Regions from separate parts of the Rattus norvegicus genome. Here region 1 is linked to region 2. A link is a contact called in public Hi-C data. All regions are on one chromosome and are shown on one strand. Each heading gives the region's core, a stretch centred on a gene start, on an enhancer-like site or on the middle of the called end of the contact. The rest is flanking DNA. Distances are from core to core; before and after follow the strand shown.

Evidence for each region. Hi-C and Micro-C count contacts between places; a contact is called where the count stands out from the background.
Region 1: a contact with region 2 is called in a Hi-C map of the Rat2 cell line, with 6 times the contacts expected there. The contact joins two enhancer-like sites. A contact is called at or near these places in 2 of 12 Hi-C or Micro-C datasets (the A7r5 cell line and the Rat2 cell line).

What each region holds. Positions count from the first base shown.
Region 1 is chr14:17,696,398-17,701,648 of GRCr8, forward strand. No RefSeq gene overlaps it. Among named protein-coding and RNA genes, the nearest start is that of Rassf6, 19 kb to the right of the region's middle. Within about 2 kb of position 3,469, at least 4 of the 93 cell types and tissues checked have an H3K27ac peak or open chromatin away from gene starts, as enhancers often do.
Region 2 is chr14:17,598,188-17,603,275 of GRCr8, forward strand. No RefSeq gene overlaps it. Among named protein-coding and RNA genes, the nearest start is that of Cxcl6, 4.3 kb to the left of the region's middle. Within about 2 kb of position 2,919, at least 2 of the 93 cell types and tissues checked have an H3K27ac peak or open chromatin away from gene starts, as enhancers often do.

The DNA.
Region 1 (5,251 bases), core at 2,219-4,718, 99 kb after region 2:
CAGACAGAGCCAAAGTCTTCATCAAACTTGTCTGATGTTGGGTCTTCCTTTGGTTTTCAGTTCCGGTACCCCCAAATCTGCTTTGCTGCTTAATTCCCATTGGGTTTTAAGAAGTCAAACTCTCTTGGCCTTTGTGTCCATTCTATTGTACTTTAAGTCATTTAAGGAAAAGAATTTCTTTTTCAAGGTACAGTAAGTGAAGACCTCATCGTGGAGTTCTTCACTCAGTGGGAGAGGCAGAGACATCTCTAGGTGAGCACAGAGTTCAGCTATCTCTTCCTCAGATCATCCAGAAGTCACCATCTGGAGAGGGTAGTGAGTGAGGAAAGATATTCGAGCTGAGTCAAGCTTGGGTCCTTTCACCCATTTGCGTAACTGCATGAAATCCAGTCTATGTCAAACTCAAGGAAAACCAGCTTCGTTTCCTGCATGTTTGGTGGAAATGCAGTCATGGGGAGTACTAAGAACAGGAAATTCCATTGAGAAATGAAGCATGAGCAAAGCAAAGATTGTTCTTACTTTGTGGGGAAACCATCCCTCCCATGACTCTTCACAAGAATTCAGGAAATTAACCGGGGCATGGTGGTACACGCACGCCTGCAAGCCCTGCACTTGTGAGGATGAGAATTTGACACCAGCCTAAGCTAGATGAGAAAGCCTGCCTTTGTAAAGTACGATATAAAGTGTAAAGCGACTGAGGAAATCCTGTGTCGTGTGACTCAGTCTCCCACACTGCCCTCACTTACCAAGAACGGCAGAATCTGGTTCCTGAGACGTTGGACCGACACTTTCCCCAGAGCTGACCATCATAAACATCCCATTCCAACTCCAAGATGCTTGGCTCAAGTCTACTCGTTAACGAGTAGGAAGCTTGCGAGTATCAGGTGTCCTTCCACAGGACAGAAAAATGACCCACCTATGTGCACGCTGGAGTGCAAGTGCATATCTTCAGCGCCAAGGTAAATGTAGGTTTTGCGTGGTGACATGTCTATACTCCCAGGGGACAGAGACACGTGATCCTCTAGCCAGAGAGACAAGCAAAAATCCGTCCCATCTGGGTTCAGGAAGAGACCCCCCCCATCCCAGTATTTAAGGTGCAGAGCAACTGATGAAGACATCTGACATCAACCTCTGGCTTTCACACTTATGTGCGTACACCACACATGAGTTCACACTCCTGCAAGCACATGCCCAAGAGTGTATAGCACAGCTCAGCAGATATGGGTGCCTGCCACCAAGCCTGATGACCCAAGTTAGAGCCCTGGGTCTATATGGTGAAAGGAGAGAGTTGTCCTCGGACCTCCACAGGCCCAGGACTTGCACACACCCCTTCACAGCCCACACAAAAATATTTAAAAGAAGATATTAGAGTATTATAGACAAACAGAAACTGGGTTTTCATACGCTTCATGAACAATTCTATTATATCACTTAACATGATAGCTAATTTACATATTTGAATATGTATTTAGTTCTATACTTAGGGAAGAGGCCACTTACCAAGTACTTATCAAAATTCTTGTTACCCTGTTTACTGACTAAAGTACATTGGAAGTTAAGGAGAGATATTGTTTAATTTAATAAAGGTAACCTGGAAGAAATTGGTTATTTTTAAACTAGGATTTTTTTTCCTAGATGTTTATTTGAGGGGAAAAAATGTTTTGTTCTCCAATTACTTTAGCTGAGTCAAGTTGAAATCAATAGCAGACAAGTGGTCAAGGCTCTCCGGAAGGATCACACCTGAGACTGAATTCACCCTGTGTGAATTGTCATTGCAGGAAGAGCAATTAAGAACACCGCGGGTCAGGGTGGGGGTGGCAGGAAGGGCATTGGTGCTGGAGTGCTTCTCAGGAGTGCAGGGAATAGAGGGAAGCTTAGGGAGCAGGATTGTTCCGGATTGGATGTTGTCAGGACAGTGTGCTTGTGTTAATGGCTCTCTCCACTCTTACCTGAATAAAGAAAGATGAAAGAATGACCTCGGAGTCAAAGACGAGCCTCCGCACAGCCTAATCTGGAGGGAGGTGGACTCGTCTCTGTAGCCGAGCTTCGTGGGTTCAGACTCATCTGTGGGTCCTTGCTTTGTCACGATTCATCACGGCTTTGTCTGATATGAGTGTTTATGAAACTGTTTCAGAGGGGAGCACGAGAAGCAGCTATCTCTTTCTCAAAAATCACATCTTTAAAGTGTCCAAACACGTAAAGCAAATTTATTCACTAGGCAAAGAAAGGGTCTCTAAAGCCTAAAACGGTATTTAGAAATAAACGAGTAAATAGAGAACTGTCAACAGCTGTTTTCAATGTGCCAGTTGATAAAATTTCTCAATGTCTTCATTTAAATTTGGATAAAATTTTGGATGTTTCTCAACAGAGGTTTTAAAAATTAAGATAACCATTTTTTTTCCTGCTTTTTAAAAAGCTTACAAATGTCACTCAGGCATGTTGGTAGATACCTGTGATGAGATATCTGCCATGAGACTCAGAAAGAGATCCCTATAGGTTCAGAGCCAGCCTGAGCTCAACAGACTAACTGTAAATTTTCTATTTTTTTTTTCATATACTGAATCCGAAATGCTCACAGAGTCTGGGTATGTGGGAGCATGTGTTTTGAATTACGCCACGGCAAATCTCCATGGCCCTTTCCAAAGGCGACTACAGAAGCCGAGCAGAGCGCCCACACCTGTGGTCCCCCGGCACCTGTGTCCCGTGGAGACAATTCAGAGTCAACCCATTTCCGAGAGAATTCTTCTTGGATGAAACTAGGAATGAGTGCTCGCACCAAATCAGTGGTGAGGTTGAATCGAGGTTGGGTTCACTTGAGCTATCAAGCACTGTGCTTAGAAGGGGCAGGATTATCCCCTGGCTGCATTCGTGAAATTTAGCCCTTCCACCAGTCTCGTTTGCTTTCTTCAGGAGCCAAGCCATGAAATATGGGCAGTAACATTTTCATGTCCTCTAGATCTCTGAGCCTGGTATTAACTGTCACTACCCATCCGTCAGGGATGCTGTGTGCTTCGGTATGGTATTTGAGCGGAGGTAGGTAGCTGGCGAGGATGTATTTGTGCATCCGCTGAATGCCTCCACTAGTACAGCTATTACTCGATGCCAGAGAATGATGCTTGTGACAGCAGCGCTCGAATGCATGTATTCCAGTTATAAATCTGGAAAGAGAGAAATGACTTCGAGGAGGGTCAGTTCGTGGGTTCACCAACTCAGGAAAAGTACCAAGACTTCCCACGGGAGATGTTCATCTGGCAAGGATTTCAGTCCCACACTGGCGTTCCTACTTTCCTGACTGCCTTTATGAACGTCAGAGAAGCTGAAGGGTAATTAACACATGACAAACATCATCAAAACTGTGACTAGCATTTGACAATTTTTGACAAATAGTCACTAGAAATGGCAGTCTGTGCCATTCATCCACAGAATTCTCTGGTGCTCTGCCCAGTTTCTTTGACAAACAGTCACTAGAAATGCAGTTTGTGTCATTCTTCCCCAGAGTTCTCCAGTTCTGGTCAGTCCCCCACGCTAGCCCCAGCCTCTAGGGTTTTTCTAAATCCCGTTACTACAGTTTTACGAATCTAAGAATTCTTCGTAATTGAAATCACCTATCATCGATCATCCCCTGGCTGGCTTCCCGAGCACAGAGTGACGTTTTGAAATTCATTCACGTCGACGCGTGAATGAGTCGTCTCTCAGAGCGCTCCGCAGCATTCCTCCGCATCGCCAGACACTACAGTTTCCTCGGGTCTGCAGAGATCTCTGCGCGTCTGAATTGCTTCCATCTGGGCTTGTGTATGAATGGAAGCTGCTGAGAGTGTTTTCGCTAAAGTGCGTAAATGAGTTTGCATTTCCCTTTTTACAAGAAGAAAACTCAGCAGATTGGAATCTGAAATCCTCCTAGAGTGGAAGATCCTGGGACCCTTGAGGCCAAAGAGCTACTATTTCCAATTATTTATTTATTTATTTATTTATTTATTTATTTATTCATTCATTCATTCATTCATTTATTCATTCGTTGTTTGTTTGTCTGGTTTTTTTTTTTTTTGGTTTGTTTGTTTTTTTCCCCTAACAGGGTTTCTCTGTGTAGCCCTGGCTGTCCTGGAACTCATTCTATAGATCAAGCAGGCCTCAGATTCACAGAGATCCTCCTGCCTCTGCCTCCTGTGCCAAGTGCTGGGACTAAAAGGCCACTACCACCTCTCTTAGAGCTGCTCTTTCTGAGCTCCCCAAAAAGGTCATATTTGGGTAAGTAGGTATGTGACTTGTTCCATAGGGTTCCTATTTATACTATGGGGTAATTTAATTATTACCACTTCCCCTTCAGTGTCCACAGTGTGGAGGAAGATGGAGCCACCTATGGCTGTAGCTTGAGAAGCCCTGAAATGATGTGTTATTTCTCTTGCCCAAAACAAGTTCTCTCCTACCATCCTCTTCTCTCTTCCTTTCTTCTAGTTATCATGGGGCAGTCAGCCATCTTGGTCCCTGAGTCTTGGAGGTCTTGCCAAGCCTAGGCACTCCATGTCTAGAACTCTACCTACCTAACACCTCTGCCTTGCTGTCAGGGAACCCTCTGGGGTTCTGTCAGAGAAGGAGGTTCAGCTGCTCCAGGATTCACTGACTTTGTTGTTCCAGTGTACACAGACGTCCTCTCTCATCTCTTAACACACCCCCGAAGCTCTGCTCTCTTTCCCCACCCTCCCACCTGATTCTTCTCAATACATTTACCTTTAGGGAAGCAGAAGTCAGATGACTGTACTGCTAATGACTTCTTTCTAGATTTCCTAGGACAAAGGAGCCCAAGAAAGAGGAACCTAAGACCGGGAAATCTTTGAGGAAGCTAAGCCTCTCGATGAGTTACACCATTGTCTTTGCACCTGGGAGAGTACTTATCATGGCCAGTTCAGACTAGCTGTCTAGGAAGACTGGAAGGAAGGGAGTGGGGCCGGGGGAGCTTGGCAGGGGGAAAGAGGAATGGCGGATCCTTGGCTGAATTCTCAGGGTGAGGCCATAACTGACAAAACTCCTCCAAACATTCATAAAATCCCCGAATGCTAATAGGTTCAAATCACACTTGCCGCCAACCTGACTGTGACCTTTGACATCTAGCAGCCCACCTGACTGTGACCTTTGACATCTAGCTGCCAACCTATGACCTTTGACATCTAATTGACTCTCCACATTTTCTAAAGTAGCCACAGTCCCACTGAACAGTGAAGGAGCCTCAGGGGTAAGATGACACCGCCTCAGAGGG
Region 2 (5,088 bases), core at 1,669-4,168:
CCATCAGCATCATACCTGACTCAACGAACGTAATCCTTCATCCTTCTGGGGAGTGGCACTCTGCAACGAGCAGCCCGTAGATTTATTAAATTGGCCACTTAGAGATTAGGATATATCAAAAGATAAGTTTGATTTCAAAATTTTTAAAAAGCGTCTATGAAAGACATTGAGCAATTAATCTCAACCACAGAGGACGAGCCACGGTTATTCAATATGGGTGAAAAACCTTGGAATGGCTTCCAGCATCAAACCGCATTCATACCCCACACTGATTCTTTCAGACAAATGAGAGAAACTGTGTTCAGTCTTAATTAGTTACAGAAATTAAGGCCAGTAAAAAAAAAAAAAAGAATTAAATGCAGAGTTGGAAGTTGAGCCGCTTAGCCAATCTGTTACCAGAATGCTTTAATGGTTTCCAGATTCCAAACTACATTTTTTTTAAATAGTTGTTGGCACACATCCCCCAGGGGCTATAATCTGGTTAATCATGGCATTGCACTGCCAAATGGTGCATTTAAAACTGTTGGATTCCTCAGTCTATGTATGTATGTTGCTAAAGGGCTCAATAATATCAAAGGTCCCAAAGACTTCCAAGTATCCTCAAACACTCCCCCTTTTAAGGTCAGCCAAATACGCTTTCCTGACAAAGCCATCTGAGCATCCCCCTGTCATCTGTGGTCATCGAACACCTACTATTCTGACTGTAACTGCTTCATGAAACAGTTTCTAATCTCCCATCAATGCAGCTTCTGCCTTCCTTAAGTCCACTGCGTGTTCTCCAATGAAGAATGATGCTTTCTTTCTTTTTTTTCTTTTTTCTTTTTTTCTTTTTCCAGAGCTGAGGGATGCTTTCTATTCCTCCAATAACCTGCTGTATTTCAAGTTCATTGCTGAGGGGTCTATGAGAAGCCGGTGGTGTGGAATGAGGGTTGCCTTTTCCCTTGCAGTGTTCTGAACTCACCGTAGACTTTAAAAGTAAAGAGAAAAGGACAGGATAGTCGTGTGTTCTTAATCCCTCTACTTTTACAACTCCGTTACTTCTGTTTGGCTTACTGTCATATTGGCAATCATTTCTCTCTTATTCCTAAAGAACATTCAGATGATAATGTTCATTCTTTATAGTCTGCACTATTCAGCCCAGGCTACTGAGAACCCAGAAAAAAACCCTTGATACTAAAGAAACAAAAATTATATTGACCATGTTACCTGCTTTCTGCGACTGTTGCTGGAGGAAAACAATGGTGAAAATCTGATTGAGTGACACTGGGCTGATTGTCAGTAGGGTTACTCTAAAATGCTCTCTCCCAGCAATCAGTGTGACTGATTGAATTATGTGACTGAAGATGTGTTATAGTCCCTTTTGAGTATTTTGCTAAATTTCCATTTTCCCTTCTACTTACTAATCTTTAAGTGGTGTTTAAGAAATTCTATGCTAGTATAGTAATTAAGGATGCCCATATATCGATATAAGGAAGGAAGGAAGGAAGGAAGGAAGGAAAGAAGGAGAGAAGGAAAGAAGGAAGGAAGGAAGGAAGGAAGGAAGGAAGGAAGGAAGGAAGGAAGGAAGCAAGCAAGCAGCTGTGGAAAGGTCACTCCCTCCCTCATAGGCAGAAGGAAAAAGCCAATGACTCTTGGGTTAACTTTGTAATGTCAAGAAATCTGTTTTCCTCCCTCCATATTGGGTTTAACCACCCAATGAAGAGTCAGTAGCTTTGGGGGAATAGGTTTGCTTCAAATTTTCTTCCCATTAAGGTAATGTCAAGAATATTTTCCTCATCATCATCATCATGCTCATCCCCCTCCTCCTCCTCCTCATCTTCCTCCTGTTTTTCCTCCTCTTCCTCTTCCTCCTCTTCCTCCTGCTCTCCTTGATTCCTTTGTCCATTATCCATTATTTCCTTGCCATCCCCTTCTGATTGATTCTACTTGAGAAAGGAGTAAATCAATGAACCTAGACCGAGCCCACATAGATGGAGGTTTGCAGTAACCATAGTTGGTCAGATCCTTGCCCGTTTCTGGGTAGATGGGCTCACTAGCACACTGCTCCTTTTTGTAGAGACATCTAAGCCTAAAACCTTTCAGTGAACAATACCAGGTGATAAATATGGGGGAGGGGCAAAGGCAGGGATTAAAATTTTAAATACTTCTGAAAGCGTTGGCCTCTCAAGAGGAAGAATTTATAGCTTTCTTCAGAAATCCTGTTTGTGGCAAGCAAAAAATAAATATATAAGTAAAAGAGATGAGGGGCAATGAACATTCCGTGCTATCACAGAGGACCCAAGTTCAGTTCCTAGAACCCTTATCAAGCAGCTCAGGACTTCCCGTCACTCCAGTTCTAGGAGACCCAATGTCTTCTGGCCTCCAGGGACTTATATATACTGGGTACATATACATACATATGGAATAATTTTTTTAAAAGTCTTAATGAGTTTTGAGAAAGAACTTTCTTAATGCTGTAAAAGTCCTTCATGAGGAAGTTAGACTGCTAACACTGTGCTTAGTAATGGCTGCTGGCTGCATGGTTTCTGATCACCACTGCCATGACTCCTCAGCCTCTTGACTAAGAGGAGCAAGTGCAGTGCCTGACCACCACTACCTTCACACCAAGGTTTTCCTTTTCTTTTCCTTTTGGCAGAGCGTGCACCTCTGCAGAGCCTCACAGTGTAAACCAATACATGTCTCCCATGTAATACACTGTATTAAATGCTGGTCTCCCAGGAGGGACTGAGGTAGATCTCTTTTTATATTATTCATGTTATGTATATTTGTGTATACACACAACCCATGCATTTTTTCTACACAGGTCTGCTTTCCTTACTACTGAAAAAGAAATTATCAGCTTGGACTTGATAGTGTCCAAGACAGTGAGTGTATGCCTTAAACATGTTTTATGAGTGAGTCATGACCACTAATCTTTTCTTAATCTGGCTATGAATTCATGGTGAATAACTACTTTCATGCACATTCAAGTATTATTTTTACAGGAACCTGGAATTAGGAAATTGCTCTCACTGACATAAAATGTGTTGCAATGCCCAGTCCAAACTCACAAAATCCTAGAAATTCTAGCTAATGTCAAATTATGAATACCTTGTTAGCCACTGGGACTTCAGGGAATGCTTCTCTCTAAAGAATAAATTGACTAACTGGCTTCAGCATTTGACTTTGAGTCATTTGGCTTCCAAAAAGTTCGCTGTTAGTAAATTAGACTTTTAAGTCATCTGCTTTGGAACAGCATGTACTTTGGGGAGAAAGTTTTTATTTGTGGCTTAATTAAAATTTGAGAGTAGACCTACAAATGCTATGACGAGGTGTTCTATCATAGAAAAGAGAAATATGGTAGTCGTTGGTGTACTAGAATAAGCCAGAAAGGCTGGCATCTGTCACAGTCTGGCTATACAAAATAGCTCCTAGTAATGATATATAAATAAATAGATAGGTAAACGAGAGTTTTATGTTAAAGTGTATAGTCAGGTTTCTATGGTAATTTAAAAATAAAATAACTATTCAAATTGAGGTTCTATGTAGAAAAGAGTCTGCTTTCAGCCATGAAGGCTTACTTGTGTTTTATATTATGTATATCATGTATATATTTGTGCCTAGTATGTGTTTATGGGCATGGTCTGTGTATTTCCTCTATAGTCACAAGTCTGCTTTCCTTACCACTGGAAAAACTAGCAAAGACCATGTGCTCAATAGCCTCTTGCCACATTCTAGTCGTGTCTTTGATTTTCTGCATAATCTTGAGCAATTTATCACCTCAATAAATGAAACTATTAATATTCGCCCTGGCCCCTATAAAGCTACTGGGAGGAATGGGTGGGACAACTATGAATACTCTTAAAATAATTGTATAGTGCATTTAAATTAAGGTTAAATTTTATATAAGGAAATGCACATGTCTTCAGGGGACCGTGTGATAGGTTTTAAAACGTCAGCAATTACTCAAGGCAGAACATGTTCATTCTCCAGTAACATAAGTGCTACTTTCACGAGCTCTCTCTTCTGAAGAAGAAGCCACTGCCATTCCTAGCTTCCATGGGGTCTTTCGTGTAGGGCTCCTTTTGTTTAACTTAATTTCTTGAGATTCATCGGTGTCATCCTGAATATTTGGAACATATTTCTTTTTTTTCTATTGAATACTCAATGAATAATTCAGTGAAGTATTGAATTATACAAATGTGTGGATATTTATTTATTATTTGTTTATTTTTATTTGTTTATCCATCTATGTGTGTAGAGTTGAATAATTTCCCCCTCAGAGTTAGAAAGTTGGCTATTTTTGAGCGAGTAAGAGGGCTCCGTGGGTAAAGGTGTCTGTGGCCAAAACTGACAACCTGAATTCAAGCCCCAGGACCCACATGATAGAGAAGTTTTTCTCTTGCTTTCACAAGTGTGTGGGCTATGCTCATGATCATAAAATTTCTTAGTTTTGTGGTAGGAGAAATATCAGCCTAAAGTTATTGTCACTCTTTGTTGTGAGATGGGATATGTATTCTTTGTGTTTGTTAACATGTGAATAGTCTCTGTAGATCAATAGAGCTTCACAGAAATGCTACCGTATAATCTGAGAGAGGAGCCACAGTTCACATCTCCGTGTTTTAGAAAATGTCCTTTTGGAATCCACGTACTGGGCTCTAAGAGGTTCAAATCCTGCACAGAGCCCACATGGACAAAGCACCAGAGTGCTCCAGCTAAAAGCTCAAGTTGAACTCCCAGCGTCTTTATTCTAAGTAGATCCAGTTTCACACGACTGTAACACAAGCCATACGAAGCAGACGACCAATCACGTGAGTCTCTTCTCCAAGAAGCCCAGACAAACACTAGTGCTGCGGGTTATTCCGATAAATCTGGTGTCCTGAACTACTGAGCTTAGAGATAGATGTCCACACACTGCATTTTATTTTATTGATACATATATAGAGTAGTCAAACTGGTAAAGCACAGAGTATGCATGCATTTAATTAGGATGTGTATATGTTTAATGGAGTAGAGCTCTAAGAGGTTTATAAAGTAGCCTGGTTTACCATTGCTCCTGTAAAAACTGTCGTAGCTGGTGACTAGTGGTAATTGACCGGCTTTTAGTTG